Linked DNA regions of Mus musculus: all the other regions are linked to region 3. The links are chromatin contacts, called in public Hi-C, Micro-C and promoter capture Hi-C maps. All regions are on one chromosome and are shown on one strand. Each heading gives the region's core, a stretch centred on a gene start, on an enhancer-like site or on the middle of the called end of the contact. The rest is flanking DNA. Distances are from core to core; before and after follow the strand shown.

Region 1 (3,801 bases), core at 591-3,090, 240 kb before region 3:
AGGTATGAGAGCATGGGGGAGCCTCCAAAAGCATGGGAGAAACCCAGCACAGCTCAGGAAGACCTGACACAGCACAGATATGTACTGTGGCCCACAAGGACCTAAGGGCATCGGACAGAAGAGATGGAGAGAAACACACGGCTCAATTTCATTCTGTGAGGGCCCCAGAATGATCAGATTCATAGAGACAGTAGACTGAGGGGTGCCAGAGATGGGAAGGATCATTGTGTGATAAAGGCAGTTTGGGAAGATGAATTCTGAGAGTGGAAGAGGGATGGGGGGTGGGGGGCGAGCTGGCATCATAATGAGCATGTGCTTAATTCTCTCAAGCTGTGCAGCTCCAGATGATGAAAAAAAAGTTTTATCTGTTGGTCACAAAAAGGAAGTTAGAGGAGAAGGGAGAGGGAAGGGGGGAAGGACAGGAGGGGAAAGAAGAGGAAGAAAGAGAATGAAGAAGAAAAGGAGGAGAAGAGAGGAGAGAAGAGGGAGAAGAGGATAAAGGTGGGGGATACAGAGAGGAAGGAAAAGGAAGAGGAGGAGGAAGGAGAGAAAGGAGAGAGGAAGAGGAGGAGGAGGAGGAAGAGATGGGGGATGGGAGAAGCGGAGGGTGTCTCCCCACTGGTTCCTGGCAGTGGGCTTTCCCACAAAGGCCCAAATCCAAGCCCCCCAGCCCCTCCTGGCTGTCCCTGGCTTATGGGCAGAGGTCCTCGTCTTAACATGCAAGTCACCACATTCCAAGCATAGCTCTACATATTCACAAATGTCCACTACCACTTCAGCCCCATGGCAGAGCCAGGGGCTCTGAGAAGCCCCACACACATCTCCCATCACCTTAAAAACAAACAAACAAACAAACAAACAAACAAAACAGCTCCCAAGAACAAGGAAGGCTACAGTGCACCCACTGTGTGCAGACAGCTGTTCAGGGGGACACAGACTCATTCCACCACAGGAAATGCCATCAACAAGTCTCAGATACGACAGGCAGACAGCCACAATTCGGACTCCGTAGGGACAGGTCCCAATTCTTTCCTGCACAACCCCTTCCAGAACAATCTTCAAGCATTTTGAAATGTTTTTGAACTTTCATGATTCGGACAACGTGATCGAATGCATCGAGAGCCATTGCTATCCCAGGGAGGAGCTGGTCCTAGAGTGGTGAGGTCTGTCTTCCCACAGTACTTCCTCCCCAGGAGGATGGGTGGTCCTTCAAGTACCTGAAGGTTCTCCTTCCCCAGGCTCACTCCTGGGGAACACTTGTGTCACAGCGTTCCCAAGCAATTCAGTACTTCAGATGCTGTCGCTAGGAGCTCTCACGCTGTCTGTTCTGCAAACGACAGCAGCCCTACCTTCCAAAAAACACAACCCACAGAAGAAGTAAGACTGAAAAGCTGAACAGGCCAGGTGGAGGGTGCCCGTCAGCAAGACTAGAACTCAGGAGATGGATGTGAGGGTAGGGCTAGCCTGGGGTACATGAAGAGGCTGTCTGGAACATACAACCCGCCTTGGGTAAACTGTGCTTTACTATTGAATGCTTTAGTTCAGAACAAAGGACAGCTGAGGCCTCTACATGGGGAAGAGCCAGGCCACAGCAGTTCTGAGGACACTCTAGTGTGTCCCCTCCATCCTGTTCTTTCTACTCTTGAGTGGGTGCGCGCATACAGAGACCCAGCCGCTGCATCAGCGCATAACTGGATGGGAAGGGTCCTGCCTGCTCTCATTTTCCTTCATTTTTCTATATTAGGGGCAAGATGATCTATTTTTAGTGTGTAGCTGGTGTAAGTCAGGGGTTGCTATAGCAACGGCAAGTGGCTACAAACCCAGTGCCGCTCCGGTTCCCAGTCACAGAGAAATCCTGACAGAAATGCAGCCCTGGAGGATGGAGCGGCCCTGTTCTTGGGGGTTCCTGGCTCCTGTCCTCATGGCGTGCAGTGCCATGGGCAGGCTGAGGCTGAGTGTGCTAGGAAGCAGAGACTATACAAACTAGGAACCGTGAGAAGAGCTGACTGGGAATGGGTGCCAAGCTCAATCACAGGTGAGGAGAGAGTCCTACATTTGTGCAGCTCTTAGACAATAGGCAGAGGCAGGCTGGCATGCACTGCCTGGGCCCAGGGTAGCAGGCAGGGGATTGGAATGGGCTGTCAGTGTTGGTTTGTTGAGTCAGGGTCTCCTGTAGGCTCAAACTCACTCTGTAGCCAAGGATACCTTGAAGTCTTGATCTCGCTATTTTGTCTCTCGAGTGCTGGGATTACAGGCATGAGCAATCATAATTATATAGTGCTGGGAATGGAATCCAAGTCTTTGTGCACACTTTTTATCTACCTACTGATCTACATCCCCACCCTAGGCTGCCTACCTTTTAAGGCTGCCTCTGTGTGCACCTACCACCAGGGGCCCCAGACTGAGCCCAGCAGATGAGAAGGAACCTGGAGACTGAGCGTGCCATCCTCAAAGGCTGGGTGTATGATCTGTGTCCTATGTAGACTGTGGCCTGCCGAGCTCCCTGAGACAACGCTGCACTCAAAGTGTAAAAAAAAAAAAAAAAAAGAAGCCAGGACAATTAATGTCTAGGTTTACAGGCAGTGGGAAATGTGTTTTAAAATGTAGTTTTCTAATGACTCGGGGTAGTGAGGTCAGGGGATGAGCTTCCTCTGGAAAGACAGTGTATTACAGTCCCCCAGAGGAGGGGGTGTGTCACAGCCATGGGGGGGGGAGCGGCATGACAAGGAATGCCAGGCTGCTCAGGAGGCAGAGGAGAAAGGAGAGATCAGGCAGAAGCTTGGCTCTTGTTTCCAGGGAGAAGAAAGGTAACGCAGGTGGGGCAGACAAAGACTGGCTTCTGTGGATGTTTCCATGGGCCTCAGGGGTCTCGGGGACTGGCTCTATCCCCAGCATCACAAAAACTAAACAAAAGATCTAAAATGACCCTCAGTATTAGCAGCAACACCCATCGCTCCCCTGTTGTCTTTACCTTTCTTTAACTTCCAAGAGTTTTCGTCCCCACGGCACAGGGAGGCTCCTTCCTAGAAAGCCCATTGGAGGGGAGTGGACCCTGCTTCAGGGAGGGAGACTGCAGAGGAAGGGGTCTGAGGCCCCCAAGGCTAGATTCCTCAGGCCCTCACACAGCCCAGGCTGTGGGTAGCTCCCCAGGATGAAGCTGCTTCTCTTTCTCTAAATGTCACCATCTGTCCTGTCCTGAAAAATCAAGGTCAGGGCTGCCTCTTGCTGGTGGAATATTTTCATGTCCTCCTCCACCAAGCTTTCAGCCACAGAGCATCCTGTCTGAGTGTGAGAGATGAGGGTGCAGGGTCATTTTCTCCCATCTTAGGGTTGCTTTCTCCACTGCTAGTCTACATTCTAAAGAACTCCTACTGCCCTGTTCCTCTGCTCTCTCTCTCTGTCTCTCTGTCTCTCTCTCTCTGTCTCTCTGTCTCTCTCCCTCCCTCTTCCTCTCTCCCTCTCTCTCTCTCCCTCCCTCTCCCTCCCTCCCTCTCCTTCTCTCCCTCTCTCCCCCTCCCTCTCCCTCCTTCCTTCTCTCTCTCTCTCTCTCTCTCTCTCTCTCTCTCTCTCTCTCTCGCTCTCTCACTCTCTCGTGGTTTGAATAGGAATGGTCCCCATAGGCTCACATATTTGAATGCTTGTTCATCATGGAATGGCAGTCCCTAGAAGGATTAGGAGGTGTGGCCTTATCGGGAAAGTATGGCCTTTCTGAAGGAAGTATGTCATTTGGGGGTGGGCTTTGAGATTTCAGAAGCCCAAGCTAGGCCCAAGAGTTCTCTCTCCCTGTTGCCTGTGAATCCA
Region 2 (4,138 bases), core at 456-2,955, 170 kb before region 3:
GACCTACAACGGACCAGCCATCTGCAGAATGTGGGAAACGTCCACACTGCATCCTGGGATGTGGAGCCAACTTTTCCAGACCACGGGGGTGGGGGTGGGGGGTGGAATCTTTAGGAAGCAGCTGGGCTTCAGGTGACGACTCTAGTCCATCACCTTATAGTATCCTCAGTTCATCTTGCCTCCCTTGCCAGAGCCCCATGGGCCTGTCAGACCTTCCTCTCCTCTATGGTGAAGGAAATGGCCACATTACACATTCCAGAGCCTGGTGAATTGTCTGGAAGAAGTTCTCCCAGGAGGTGTGTGCCCGACATCGTGAGATGTCCCAAGTTGGAACTGAGCTGATGCTGCCGGTAGCCAGACCCCCTTATTTAGGTCCAGGCAGTATTTCAAGATGTCTCAGACTCACTAAGCCCAACCCGTCCCTGAGTTGGTAGCATCCAGTCTCACTGAGACATGAGAAGAGATGAATTTGCATGGTGTAGAGATTACCAGAGAAGGACGGCACCTGCAGGAGGCCACTGTGATGTTCGGTGTGCTCAGTTTTACAGAATGGAGAGTCTCCTGGGAGGTGGGCCTGTGGGCATGTCTGTGGGAGAGTATGCTGAGGTGGGTCCTGGATGGCATAGGCAGAGAGGAGCTGAGCAGTGGCAGGCAGCAGTGGCAGGCAGCAGTGGCCATTTCCCTCTAGGCTGGTAAGGCACACAGGGCTTCTGATACCCCAGAAGACAGTGGCTACTTAAAAGCATGAGGATTGTGGGTCCTGGATGGGTGTATTGTGTTTAATCCTTCTGAACTTAGGAACTGCTCATCCAGACTTTGTCCAAGTGGCCATTACCGAGACCTCATTACTGAAGTGCCGCAGACTGGTGTGTGATGCTTGGCTCTGCTGTACCGTTGTGTACGTGTGAAGGTGTGGGACTGTATGTTGTGACAGCGCTCAGACAAGACATGGCTGGCAGCTCCAGGACTCTGGATTGAAAGCACAAGATGGAAGCGTTTGGGATTATTTGAAACGCACCACAGAGTTTTGTTTTGGGTCCGATTGCCTGCTGACGTGCTTATCTCTCGGCACAAGCACAACTGAATAATGCGGCACAGCTTTGTGTGAGGCCGCTGGACCCAGTGACTGCCCAGAGCCCGGGCAGGAGGACCCCGGGATGTGAGTAGGAGGGAACGAGAGGCTAGTCCTTAGAACACACAAGGCTCGTCTGATGGCCTGGGGGAACCCAGGACATCTGTTTTATGGGAAGCCTGTGACACAGAAGGCAGGCTGTGGTGGGACTTACATTTGAGCTCTGGTCCACCAGTGAAGAGCTGTTGGTTTAAGGCAAAGGAAGAGAAAGCGGTTCTCATAAAGCAAGGGGGAGCTTTGGAAAGGGAGACAGGAGGTGAAGAGGAAAATAGAAGCTTCAGACTCCTCCACAAGCCTTTCTTCAGAGGTGGCCTGCATAAACAGTGTCCCTATGGCAATGTGGCCCCATGCCCTGGTTCCAGGCGGCATGGGAAGCCTGCTGAGCAGCAGCTGGTGAGGCCAGCAAGGCATCTGGGTGGACCTGAAGGAGCACCTGGGAATATCCCAAGCGACCTGAGTACAACAGAGTGCCTGGGTAGGTCAAGGCTCTCCCCTTCAGGAGCCCTCTGTCCCTTCAGGCTCATCTTCCTCCCAGTTCTCCCTGACTCTGGGCATATTCCAAGGTTCTGGATCTGAGCTGATAAGTGTAGCATGACTCAGAGAGAGTGGGTGGTGACAGATGCCCACAGCCAGCTCTGAGCCAGGCCTGGCCAGTTTTTGGAGATGAGACCTGACATTTAAGGACAAATTCCACCAGCCCTCAAGGACTCTGTTCCAACCGAATGGCTCTGACCAACAGCAGCCCCTTCCCACATGCTCTGCTAATGGTGCAGTCAGTGGTGGGTGGGGTCATAGAGAGCTGCTTCCTCCAGCTGTGTGACAGGCATCCGTCAGTTCTCATCCCCATGTCTGTGTCTGTGCAGGCCAGCTGTGGCCACTGGCCTGATGCCACCTTCTAAGCATAGGCATCCCTCTGCCTAGCTGGGCAGAAACGGCTTTGGGGACCAGGAACTTGGGGAAAGGCAACAAAGGAGTACAATTCACTTGCAGAGGCAGAAGCAGAAGCCGCCCTCCGCCCTTTACTGGGGAAAATATTTCTAAGCACTTTCCTGGCTTTGACAAAGAGCGGGAGGAAGGGTCTATGGGTTGTGCTTTCTAGAAAGTACCAGAGCTTCCACCTCAGAGCCAAGCAGGGAAGAATTTTCCCTGCCTGAAAGAGGAGCAGAGCCCCACACTGCTTTTGGGGGCCCTAGTCAGTCCCTGTGACGATAACATTTTGGTCAGTTTCCTTGATACCTTTTCCTGAGCACAAGTCATTTCACTCCAGAAGACCACCTAGGCATCTCCAGGAAACTCGAGGAAACAGCTTGGCGGGTTTGCCTCTCTGTTTCATGTCCAGCCTACAAACATGATTCCACATATGACCTGGCCAACACAGCTTGCAAATCACAGAGACTGCCTATAGTCAGGTCAGCTGTTTGCCTGCTGGAAAAGCGAGGGGTCGGTGCTTTCCTGAGGGCTGGGGCTTCATACCTCCTTAGCTCTTCTCAGATCCTGATTCTGAGACTGCTTCTCTCCCAGCAAAAGCAGTGAAAGGAAATTTTAGGAACCCTCAATTTTCAGGAGTCCTCGACCAGCAAGAGAAAGGAAAGCCAGGCCTGGTGGATCAGGCTCGGGACCCCAGCTACGCAGGAAGCTGAGGCAAGAGGATCATAAATTTAAAGCCAGCCTGCCTTAGGTTCAATCCCAATGAAAGGGAGGAGCGGGAAGGGTTGGGGGAGGGGGAGAAGAAAGGGGAGAGCTTGGATAAGAAGGAGTAGGAACCCCTGGGTCCCTGGCTCTCTGTTGTCCTAGGCACCCAACCTGGGCTGCTGGAATCCCACCCCTGCAGGTGTCTGGTAAACAGCACTGCAGACTGTGGACAGTCCTGTTCCCACCGCCTTTATCCTATTGGCTGGAATCTGCTCAGCAGGCCCGCACTCACTGGTGACTAGCCAGCTGAAGCCATGATTGTGGCAGATGGCAGCCTCCAGTAAAAGCAGTCAGACGGTAAATGCCACCACACACCTCTCTGGCAAAGCACAATCAAAACAAAAACCTGAGACTGGCTTTGTTTTCCTCCAGTTTCCTCCCTGTGTTCCCTGGGATACGGCTTGGAGAAGTACAAAAGAAGATGGAGAAGCGAATCCACGATTCTAGAAAGATCACGACACAACCATGACCTTCAGGGGAAAGTAGAACTGCAGTAGGATAAGAGGGGTCAAAGGGAGAAAATCACTTTCATTTGGCATCGTATGAGGGGCAGAACAGAAGGAGGGGACTGGGACTTGGCTATCAGCAAGGACAGCGAGGTGTCATGGCTGAGGCTACAGCAGCTAGAGAAGTACAGGACCCCAACGCTCATTCCCCTGGCTGTCTGCTGGGGAACAGGAGTGGTAAAACCCACGGGCGCTAATGGCTTAATTCTATGTTTATTTGCTGGCTGGCTTGTGGCAGAGTCTTACTACGTGGCACAGACTGGTGTGTAGCTGCACATGGCCTAGACTAGATGCCTCTTTACGGTTAGGATTACAGCATCTGTGTTAATATGCCCAACTCCAATGGCTACTTCATCTCCCCCTCCTCTTTAAAAACATTTTCTTTAGCGTATACATGTATGAGCCTAAGTGTTCCACATGCACCACATGTGTGCAGGTGCCCGCAGAGGCCAGAGGGTGTCAGGTCCCTGGAGCTGGAATTGCAGGTGGTTGTGAACCACCAGATGTGGGTGTTGGGAACTGAGCACAACGCTCCTAATTATGCAGCCATCTCTCAGCCTGTGCCTCATGCAGCCCAGCCTGGCTTCACTCACTTTGTAGCTAAAGATGACTTTCTCCTCCTTCTGCCTCTGCCTCCCAAGTGCTGGGATTCATACCACACCAAACTTCAATCATACTTTAAACTCAAAATTCTGTAATTAAGACTAGAGCCCACAGACCAGCAGAGCCCCTTTAGAGTTCTTGTATATGAGTCGTGCTTGTGACAAGGATGTTTAGCCCAAATTGACACATGACTGGCTGGAAAGCA
Region 3 (4,246 bases), core at 555-3,054:
ACGAAAAAGGAGGAAATGCCTGACAGGGATGCCCCCACAGCCCATGCAGGCACAACCTACCTGCTCTCTCATCACTGCAGTGGTGTTTCTTATGGGTTCCTAGCAGGACTGAGCTCGAGGATGCTCACCGCGGTCCTGTATTTTGTAAGCTTCACCCATTTGAGGATCCTAGTAAACTGGCTAAATCTTCACTTCCACTTTGATGGATTTGAAATTACCTAGGAAACATTCCTGTTCTGGGCAGGTCTTTTTTTGTTTTGTTTTGTTTGTTTGTTTTTGAGACAGGGCTAATCTGTGTAGCCTTGGCTGTCCTGTAACTAGCTCTGTAGATCAGGTTGGCCCCAAACTCATATCCACTTGTCTCTGCTGTCCTTCCCAGTGCTGAGATAAAAGGTGTGTGGCAGCACTGCCTTGCTCTGGCCATGTCTTTGTGGTTTCCTGAGAGGTTTAGCTGAGTAAGGAAAACCTACCTGGAATGTGGGTGGCCATGGAGCAGGGATCAAATAAAAAGAAAAAAACAAAACAAAACAAAAAAACAAAACAAACCAGGTTGTAAGATGAGCACCAGCCTCTCTGGGCCTCCTGAGGGTGAAGTGTCACAGGCTACCTTAGACCTCTGCTTGCCATGGCTTACCCACCACAGCAGAGGCTGTACCTCACACTGTGGCCAAAATAAACCCTTAAGTAGTTTCTGTCAGGAACGTTGTCACACATACAGGAACAATAGCAGACACATGGTTATGGCATGACAATGCTTCTGTTCTATTGCCCTCTCGTGAGAGAGTCATCCCTTAAACAACCATGAGTTCCCGTTAAGATGCTGTGTGGACAAGAATGGGAACTATGAAAAATGCTTTCTTTGGCATTGAGCAGCAACTGTTTGACTGAGGGCAATGGCCATGGAAGGACACAGATAAGGGCCATCAGGATTTCAGCCTTAAGGATAGACCTAGGTAACCTCACAGAGCATCCTACAGCCTCACAATACTAGTAAGTATTTGGCAGGGCCACATATGAGTTAATTTTGTGCCACTGTGTTGACAACTTAAAGGGAAAAGAGTTATTTTGGTTCATGGTTACTGAGGGTTTATTGCATGGTTGCTTGGCCATCGCATTTGAGCAGAACATCAGGATGACAGCAGTATATGGGGTAGGTTATTTACTTCATGATGGGCAGGAAGCCAGAAGGAGACTTGGACAATTGGACCAGGTAAGACCCTCGGACATCCCTGATCCTTCTCCCTCTAGATTGACCCCCACCTCCAAAAAGTTTCTACAATCTTTGGCAATTGCACCACCAGCAGGCACCAAGCTCCACATAAGCCCCAGTGGGGCATTTCAAGTCAAAGTCGGTCACCACAGCCAGTTAATGCAGGAGGGAAGTATCCTGGGTTAATGCTAGCTAGAACAATTTATTGGTTCAGGAGATGCTGCTTTCTTAAAAATAAGGGACGCAGAATTTTCTCCTTACATATGTCCCATTGCTCTACCAGACATCACGGATTTAAAAAAAAAAAGTCTTGGCTGAATAGCATGGTGAGATAACAGGATTAATATAGATACCCGTCAATGTAAAGCAGCATTAATGGACCAACTACCAAAACCTTACCATTCTGTTTGATCTGCTAAATTTCCTCACATTCTCTCCAAGAAAAAGTCGTCCCCTCATCTAAGCTTCTCTCTGGAGTGAACTTCACTAAGGCCCTATGGGACAGAGCTCAGCTCCACACTGGGCGGGGAGGAGCCCGGGCCTCGTGACGCCAGGCCGCGGGCGGTGACGTCATCCTCGGAGGCGAGGGCGTGCGTGCGGTGACGCGTGCCGTGACGCGAGGGCTCCGCAAGGCTGCGTGTCGTGGGCCGCGTCGCGCGCCGCGGCTCGTGCGGCTCGGCCCGGGCTGTGGCGGGAGCGGAGATGCCGCAGCCCGTGCCCTGGAGCGCCGCTATCCCGGCCTGCGGGTGTCGCGGTGAGTAGCCGGCCCGCGGCGCTTGACCCCGCGCGGCCTACGTCGGCGCCTGAGCGTGGGCTGCGGCCTGAAGGGACGCGGCTGCTGGAGCAGGCTTGGTGGCCTGGGAGGCCAGAGCTGCTTCCGGATTCAACAGCAGTGATGGGTACTGCGCATGGCCGTTCTCTCGGTGGCCGTAACCTCCAGCCAGTGTTGTGATTTACTAGAAAAAAATACCGATTTTATCTTTATTGCTGTTATTACGGTCAGGATTTAGACCGCGTCGGTACAGGAGGCTGGAAGACAGAAAGGATGCATGTTTCTTTGCAGTATGCTTGTTAAAAAAATTACCTTTTATGGTTTTCGTACACCCCAAACTAGTGCTTTAAATATAAATATAGGAAGACCCGCCACCTGTCTGTCAGATCTTGTCCTTTTACTTTGAGAGCCATCATGTTGGTTGGTTGCTTATCTTCAAACAAAAAATGAGACCCTGGAGACGCTTTCTAGTCCGTGGGCCCAACAAAACAGTTACTTCAAACTTATTTCTTCTTTTATTTGAAATAATGCTTTAAGAAAAACAGGAAGTAAGCCTTTCTTACCCTCAGCATGTGCCTGCCACGGAGCTCTGCAACTGAAATGTCACCATACCGTAGTCTATAGTTTTCATTTGATGGCCCTGGAATCAAATCTCTAACATTTCTGTGCTGTTTCTTGCCAGGTTTCTTAACAATTTTATATTACTATTTTTCTTGTGAAGTATAATTAACATGAAGTTTATTGATTATTTTACTAGTATAGTTGAATGGCATCGGGTACATTCACAGTGTTGTCTTAACAGGCAGTGCCATATATTTCCAAAATCAATCACTCAGGACAGACATTATAACATAGGGCAGGGACTCCTGCTCTTCTTCAGTCTCTCAGTTTACCTGGTTTAGATACTTCATTTGAATTGGAATCCATGGTCTTTCCTTTATCTGTATCTGTTTGAGGCTATTCTTGGTTGTCAACTTGACAACCAAAAATGGCTAGACACAACTGTGAGAGATTTTTGCTGAATTAAATCATTTGAAGTGGGGAGAGCATTTCTAATCTGTATCTTTGAGGTGGGAAGATCCACCTTTAATCTAAGGCCACACCTTCTGCTGGCAGCCTTTACAAAGGCTATGGAATAAGGAAGCCCCCTCTTTGCCTGCTTGCTCTCACCCATACTTGAAAGTCCATATTCCTTCACTGGCATTAGAGCCTGTTTGTATGCTGGATTCCAGTGTATGCTGAAGAACAGCCGAGACTTCCAGCTTTGTGGATGAGCAACTAGATTCTTGGACTTGACATCAGTAGACGGCCATTGTTGGACTTGCGGGAGTACTCTAATAAATCCCCCCTCTCTCTATATGGAGAAATCCATTCTATAATTTCTGTTACTCTAGAGAATCCTGGCAAATAGTTTCTCTGCTTTCTGTCTTTGGAATGTCTATGGAAGGTTTGAATTGCTTAGTTCGTGTTTGAAAAGCACTGACTGCTGAGTCTGATGGCTCCACTTGTCTGGCTTGGTCTCCAGTGACCTTTATGGCCTTTCATATTGCTTGTCAGCACATCTTCTGGATGTACCTTGGAACCCTTCTTCTTTTTTTTTTTTTAATTTTTTACTAGGTATTTAGCTCATTTACATTTCCAATGCTATCCCAAAAGTCCCCCATACCCACCCACTCCCCCTTTTTGGCCCTGGCATTCCCCTCTACTGGGGCATATAAAGTTTGCAAGTCCAACGGGCCTCTTTTTCCAGTGATGGCCGCTTAGGTCATCTTTTGATACATATGCAGCTAAAGACAAGAGCTCCAGGGTACTGGTTAGTTCATAATGTTGTTCCACCTATAGGGTTGCAGATCTCTTTAGCTCCTTGGGTAATTTCTCTAGCTCCTCCATTGGGGGCCCTGTGTTCCATCCTTGGAACCCTTCGGAAGTCTTTTCCTAGGTTCTTCTCCAAAGTTCCCAGTGTCCCAGAGGATCTGTTCAGTATCTGTTCTCTGCACCTGCTCTTCCTTTGTTACGTAAACCTGCTCTGCATTGGTTTCTCTGTAGCTTCAGCTACAGTTCCCGTGTGTCTTAAGTTTCTGTGTGAAGCCTGGGTTCCAATGTGAAGGCATTGCCCTATCTTCAATGTACCAGCTCACCTCTGACCCTTGTTCTGGGTCATCAAGACTTGAAAGCTTGGTGCTATAGCCTCTTCTTCCTTAGGTGACGCCATTCATGCTGACCAGTATAGGTAGTTAGTTGGTCTTTGTTTTACCTTCCCCACT
Region 4 (3,780 bases), core at 843-3,342, 190 kb before region 3:
TGGGGGCTTCTCAGGTGGGGTCGTGAGAAGCTTTGCAAAGGGAGGTCTTACCTTCCGAGATGAATGCTTTTCTGAATTCTCCACATCTCCATCCAGGAGCGGCATGGCAAAGGAACTCAGGTCCTGGGGGGTAAGAGAGCACACAGTCAAAGCCATGGCCCACGGGGCACGTGTGCATGCTCTGGGAGGGACCCACCTCCCTCTCTGACAGGCCTCCTAGGGTCCACACACTTGTAAGGATACTGGGAGGAATGAAGTGGTCTACAGAGACGCTGTGTCCCTCCCTCTGGCTACCAGACTATGGAAACAGTGGAACTGAGACTTGAACCTCTGGCCCTGTATTGAAATCTTGAGTCTCCTGCCAAGGCTCAGAAGACGGCCTTAGAGGGTAAGGGGACCACTGAGCCCCCTTGTTCCTCTTTGTAACATGGCACACTGAACGAAGACTTTCCTGCTTTCCACTATGGCTTGTCTATTCAGCTGGTATACGAAGTGTGAGCCTAGGTAGGGATGCCAGGCCCAGCCACCAGCCCTAACAACTCCCGCAACATGGGGATGCTCACCTATATCTCCATTCCCTTTCAGAACGTCAAGCCAAATGTCCAACAGCAGCCACTCACACCCCCAGCAAGGAAGACATTAGGCAAAGCCACAAGCCAAGGGAATGGAAAGATCCGGGGTCAAGGCAGGCAGGGTGAAAGCACTGGCTCTGGGGATGACTGGGCAATGGCTGGTAGATGGGACTTTTCCTCCTGACTTGAAACCTGAGGCCTCTTTGAATGGTCCAAGGAAGTGTGTCTTCTGTAAAGATGACCACACTTGTGGAGGGTGGTGCTGGAGCAATAGATAAAGCTTGATGGCAGAGGTGGAGATGATGGGGAGGGCTTGCATTGGCTTCTTTTCCTATTGCTGGGATTAGATGCCCAGATCAAAGCACCTGTATGGAGAAGGCACTTCTCTTGGCTCACAATTTGGGTACAGTCTACCAGGGAAGCCGAGACAGCAGGAGCTTGAAGCAGCTGGTCCCTCACACCCATAATCAGGACCAGAGGTCACAAGATGCAAGTTTCTGCTCAACTCACTTTCATAATTTTAGACCCAGTTCAGAATACCCACCCAGGGAATGGTCTGCACAGAGTTAAGATGGGTCCTTAATTAATCTAATCAAGATCCAGTCAAATTGACAGTTAACACTAACTGCCACAGGGGACTAAAACAGAATGGGGAGGAGTGGGTAGCTTGTCACCGAGTCAGAAATAAGGCAGATGCTTTGCTCTGACTCTCCAGCCCTGCTCTTCCTGTGCCCCACAACTGGCCTTGGAAGACGCCTGCACACCAGATGGGACCACCTGGCCACCCTGGAGACTATAAAAGTCGTCATCCTTAACACACCATTGTTGTTTATCAAAAAATAATTGGAATAAAATATAAACAATAAGAATTATCATCTGCTCTCTCTCTCTCTCTCTCTCTCTCTCTCTCTCTCTCTCTCTGTGTGTGTGTGTGTGTGTGTGTGAGTGTGTGTGTGTGTGTGGTGCCGGCATGAACCCAGGGTTTTACACATGCTAAGCAAGCGTTGTACCACTAAGCTATCCCCATCCTCAAGCTAACCCTCTGTAAATAATTCAGTGGCTGCTAAGTTACTCATGTGATTTTACCTCCACCACTATAACTGTCATGACTGTGCTATGTCAGAAACAGGCAGACATGATCATGTTTTCCTACAAAGTCCACATTACTGAATAACAACTCATTCACTAGCTACAGAGTTTCCTCGGCTAGTTTGTCCTTAGTCCCTATTTTCCTACATAGTTGGCGGAGGCAAACACACACAAGGTTCATTTATTCCAACCTTAACTGCTAATATTAGCTCTCAGTTCACACATTCCAAATCACACAGTAAATACATCTGTGTGTACATATAGTGTAGGTGACAGAAAGCCTCTGAAGGGTTCAGGAGGCCAACAGAGTTCAAGGAGTTCCAAAGAGGCCTTGAGGAAAAGCAGAAGGGGGAGGCTGATAAGGATGCAGAGGGAGGCAGAGAAAGACGCTGGGTCAGATACAAACCCAGTCAGAGCCCAGCGTTTGCAAGCCCAGCCAGGCCACAGAGTCAGAGTTGAGTCATGCTGCAGAAATGAGGTGTGAGATACTTGCTGGTCACAGGGGTGACAGAGGCAAACTACAGAACTAGTTCCAGACAGACAGATGGGTAGACTGATGGACAACAGATTCGAGTTGACTTTATCAGAGCTGAGACCACATTAAGCTAAAGTCTCAGACAGCTGGGACAGTTGGGAGTTCTCTGCCTATTGTACACACACACACACACACACACACACACACACACACACACACACACACACAGAGAGTTGCTCAAATGAAATGCCCAGAGGCTCATGTATTTGAACACTTGATGCTAAGTTGCTGGTGCTCTTTGGGAGACAGGAGGTATGACCTTGCTGGGGAAGTGTGTTACTGGGGATGGCTTTGAGAGTTTAAGACTGCCTGCCATTTCAAGTAGCTCTCTCTGCCTCGTGTTTGTGGTTCAAGATGTGACTGTTTCTTGCTCCTGCCTCACGCCAGCTCCTTGTTGTCAAAGCTCCTGCCTCATGCACTCATTCACATGCGTTCTCTCTCTCTCTCTCTCTCCCTCTATCTCTATGAGTGCACACACATGTATACACAGGTTCGTACACATATACACACACACATGGACATGTGAGTATGGGACAGTTGGGAGTTCTCTGTCTATTGTACGTACACACACACACACACACACACACACACACACACACACAGACGCGCGCACGCATGCGCACACACAGTTGCTCAAATGAAATGCCCAGAGGCTCATGTCAGATCATCTGGTCAGATGACAGGCTAGAGGGAACATATCCCTCTCGGCGGATGGGTGAGGGTGAGGAGGTCACACCCTTGTCTCAGCATAATGTGTTAGGTAAGTTCTTATGCTTGGTTTTCCCGATATAGTTTTAATACCCTCATGTGCTAAAGTGGACTCAATTTACTCTGATGAATCGTGAGGGTGGTTATCTCTTTTACTTTGGGAATATGCCATTTAACAGTCTGTGCCGTGGGTGGTACGGGGCAGATGGTGTTGTTTACATGCCTAACAAGTTGCAGAGTCATTTTCAACCCTCTGTAAACTGGAGTCAATGGCAGCATGTAAAATGGAGTCTCTCTCTCTCTCTGCATGAGGCACTGCCTGAAAACCATTGCTCTGCACAGTATGGAGTGACTGAGGGCAGGGCGCAGACTGATCAAAACAGAATCTATTTCCAGACACTTTTTATCTCTCTGAGAAGACACTCTTCAGCCTCCCTCCCGAACCCTGGTGGCAGCACCCTGTGTCATCTCTGTGAGTCTGACAACTCTGAGGTCTGCAGAAGGGAAGTAGACACAGTCTGTCTGTTGCTGGCTTACTACAGTTAGCACCGGTCCTCAAGGCTTTAAGAAGAGTACATCAGCTTCCAGTTTCTGTCTGTGCCCTGGAGCTGACCCTGTGCCAAGCTCTCCATACCCAAATCCTGCTGGGAGAGAGCTGGTCTCCCAGGAGTGCTGACACACAGGCTTATAGGAGGGACACGCCATTGTCAGAGACAGCAAGACCAGCTAACACCACAGATAACCAGCTGGTGAGAGGCAAGGGCAAGAACCTAAGCAAGAGAAACCAAGGCTATACCGGGCGGTGGTGGCACACAACTTTAATCCCAGCACTTGGGAGGCAGAGGCAGGCGGATTTCTGAGTTTGAGGCCAGCAAG

The links. Hi-C and Micro-C count contacts between places; a contact is called where the count stands out from the background. Capture Hi-C pulls out chosen DNA fragments and counts their contacts.
Region 1: a contact with region 3 is called in a promoter capture Hi-C map of liver, with 2.3 times the contacts expected there. The contact joins the promoter of 1500035N22Rik here to the promoter of Galnt11 in region 3. A contact is called at or near these places in 6 of 39 promoter capture datasets (the C10 cell line, hippocampal neurons, liver and 2 more), 1 of 484 Hi-C or Micro-C datasets (pre-B cells), 2 of 115 datasets of contacts at active chromatin or transcription factors (bone marrow-derived macrophages and forebrain) and 3 of 9 other capture datasets (adipose tissue, liver and pancreatic islet).
Region 2: a Micro-C map of muscle stem cells shows a contact between it and region 3, with 4 times the contacts expected there. The contact joins the enhancer-like site here to the promoter of Galnt11 in region 3. A contact is called at or near these places in 3 of 39 promoter capture datasets (the C10 cell line, hippocampal neurons and neural stem cells), 1 of 484 Hi-C or Micro-C datasets (muscle stem cells) and 4 of 9 other capture datasets (adipose tissue, embryonic stem cells, liver and 1 more).
Region 4: a Hi-C map of muscle stem cells shows a contact between it and region 3, with 3 times the contacts expected there. The contact joins the enhancer-like site here to the promoter of Galnt11 in region 3. A contact is called at or near these places in 2 of 39 promoter capture datasets (hippocampal neurons and neural stem cells), 6 of 484 Hi-C or Micro-C datasets (bone marrow-derived macrophages, brain, ganglionic eminence and 3 more), 4 of 115 datasets of contacts at active chromatin or transcription factors (bone marrow-derived macrophages, fibro-adipogenic progenitors and stem cell-derived neural progenitor cells) and 4 of 9 other capture datasets (adipose tissue, embryonic stem cells, liver and 1 more).

Annotation. Positions count from the first base shown.
Region 1 is chr5:24,984,002-24,987,802 of GRCm38.p6, forward strand. It overlaps 1500035N22Rik (RIKEN cDNA 1500035N22 gene), which reads left to right and starts at 1,841. Exons shown (of 2, transcript NR_166410.1): 1 at 1,841-2,035. The region is part of intron 3 of Prkag2 (protein kinase, AMP-activated, gamma 2 non-catalytic subunit); the gene reads right to left.
Region 2 is chr5:25,052,451-25,056,588 of GRCm38.p6, forward strand. All of the region lies in intron 1 of Prkag2 (protein kinase, AMP-activated, gamma 2 non-catalytic subunit), which reads right to left. Among named protein-coding and RNA genes, the nearest start is that of Gm42232, 45 kb to the right of the region's middle. Within about 2 kb of position 1,706, at least 36 of the 459 cell types and tissues checked have an H3K27ac peak or open chromatin away from gene starts, as enhancers often do. A contact at or near this core is called in hippocampal neurons, muscle stem cells and neural stem cells, where this site is marked.
Region 3 is chr5:25,221,068-25,225,313 of GRCm38.p6, forward strand. Galnt11 (polypeptide N-acetylgalactosaminyltransferase 11) reads left to right here and starts at 1,805. Exons shown (of 12, transcript NM_144908.4): 1 at 1,805-1,964.
Region 4 is chr5:25,028,414-25,032,193 of GRCm38.p6, forward strand. It overlaps Prkag2 (protein kinase, AMP-activated, gamma 2 non-catalytic subunit), which reads right to left. Exons shown (of 16, transcript NM_145401.2): 2 at 52-123. Among named protein-coding and RNA genes, the nearest start is that of 1500035N22Rik, 44 kb to the left of the region's middle. Within about 2 kb of position 2,093, at least 84 of the 459 cell types and tissues checked have an H3K27ac peak or open chromatin away from gene starts, as enhancers often do. A contact at or near this core is called in muscle stem cells and pancreatic islet, where this site is marked.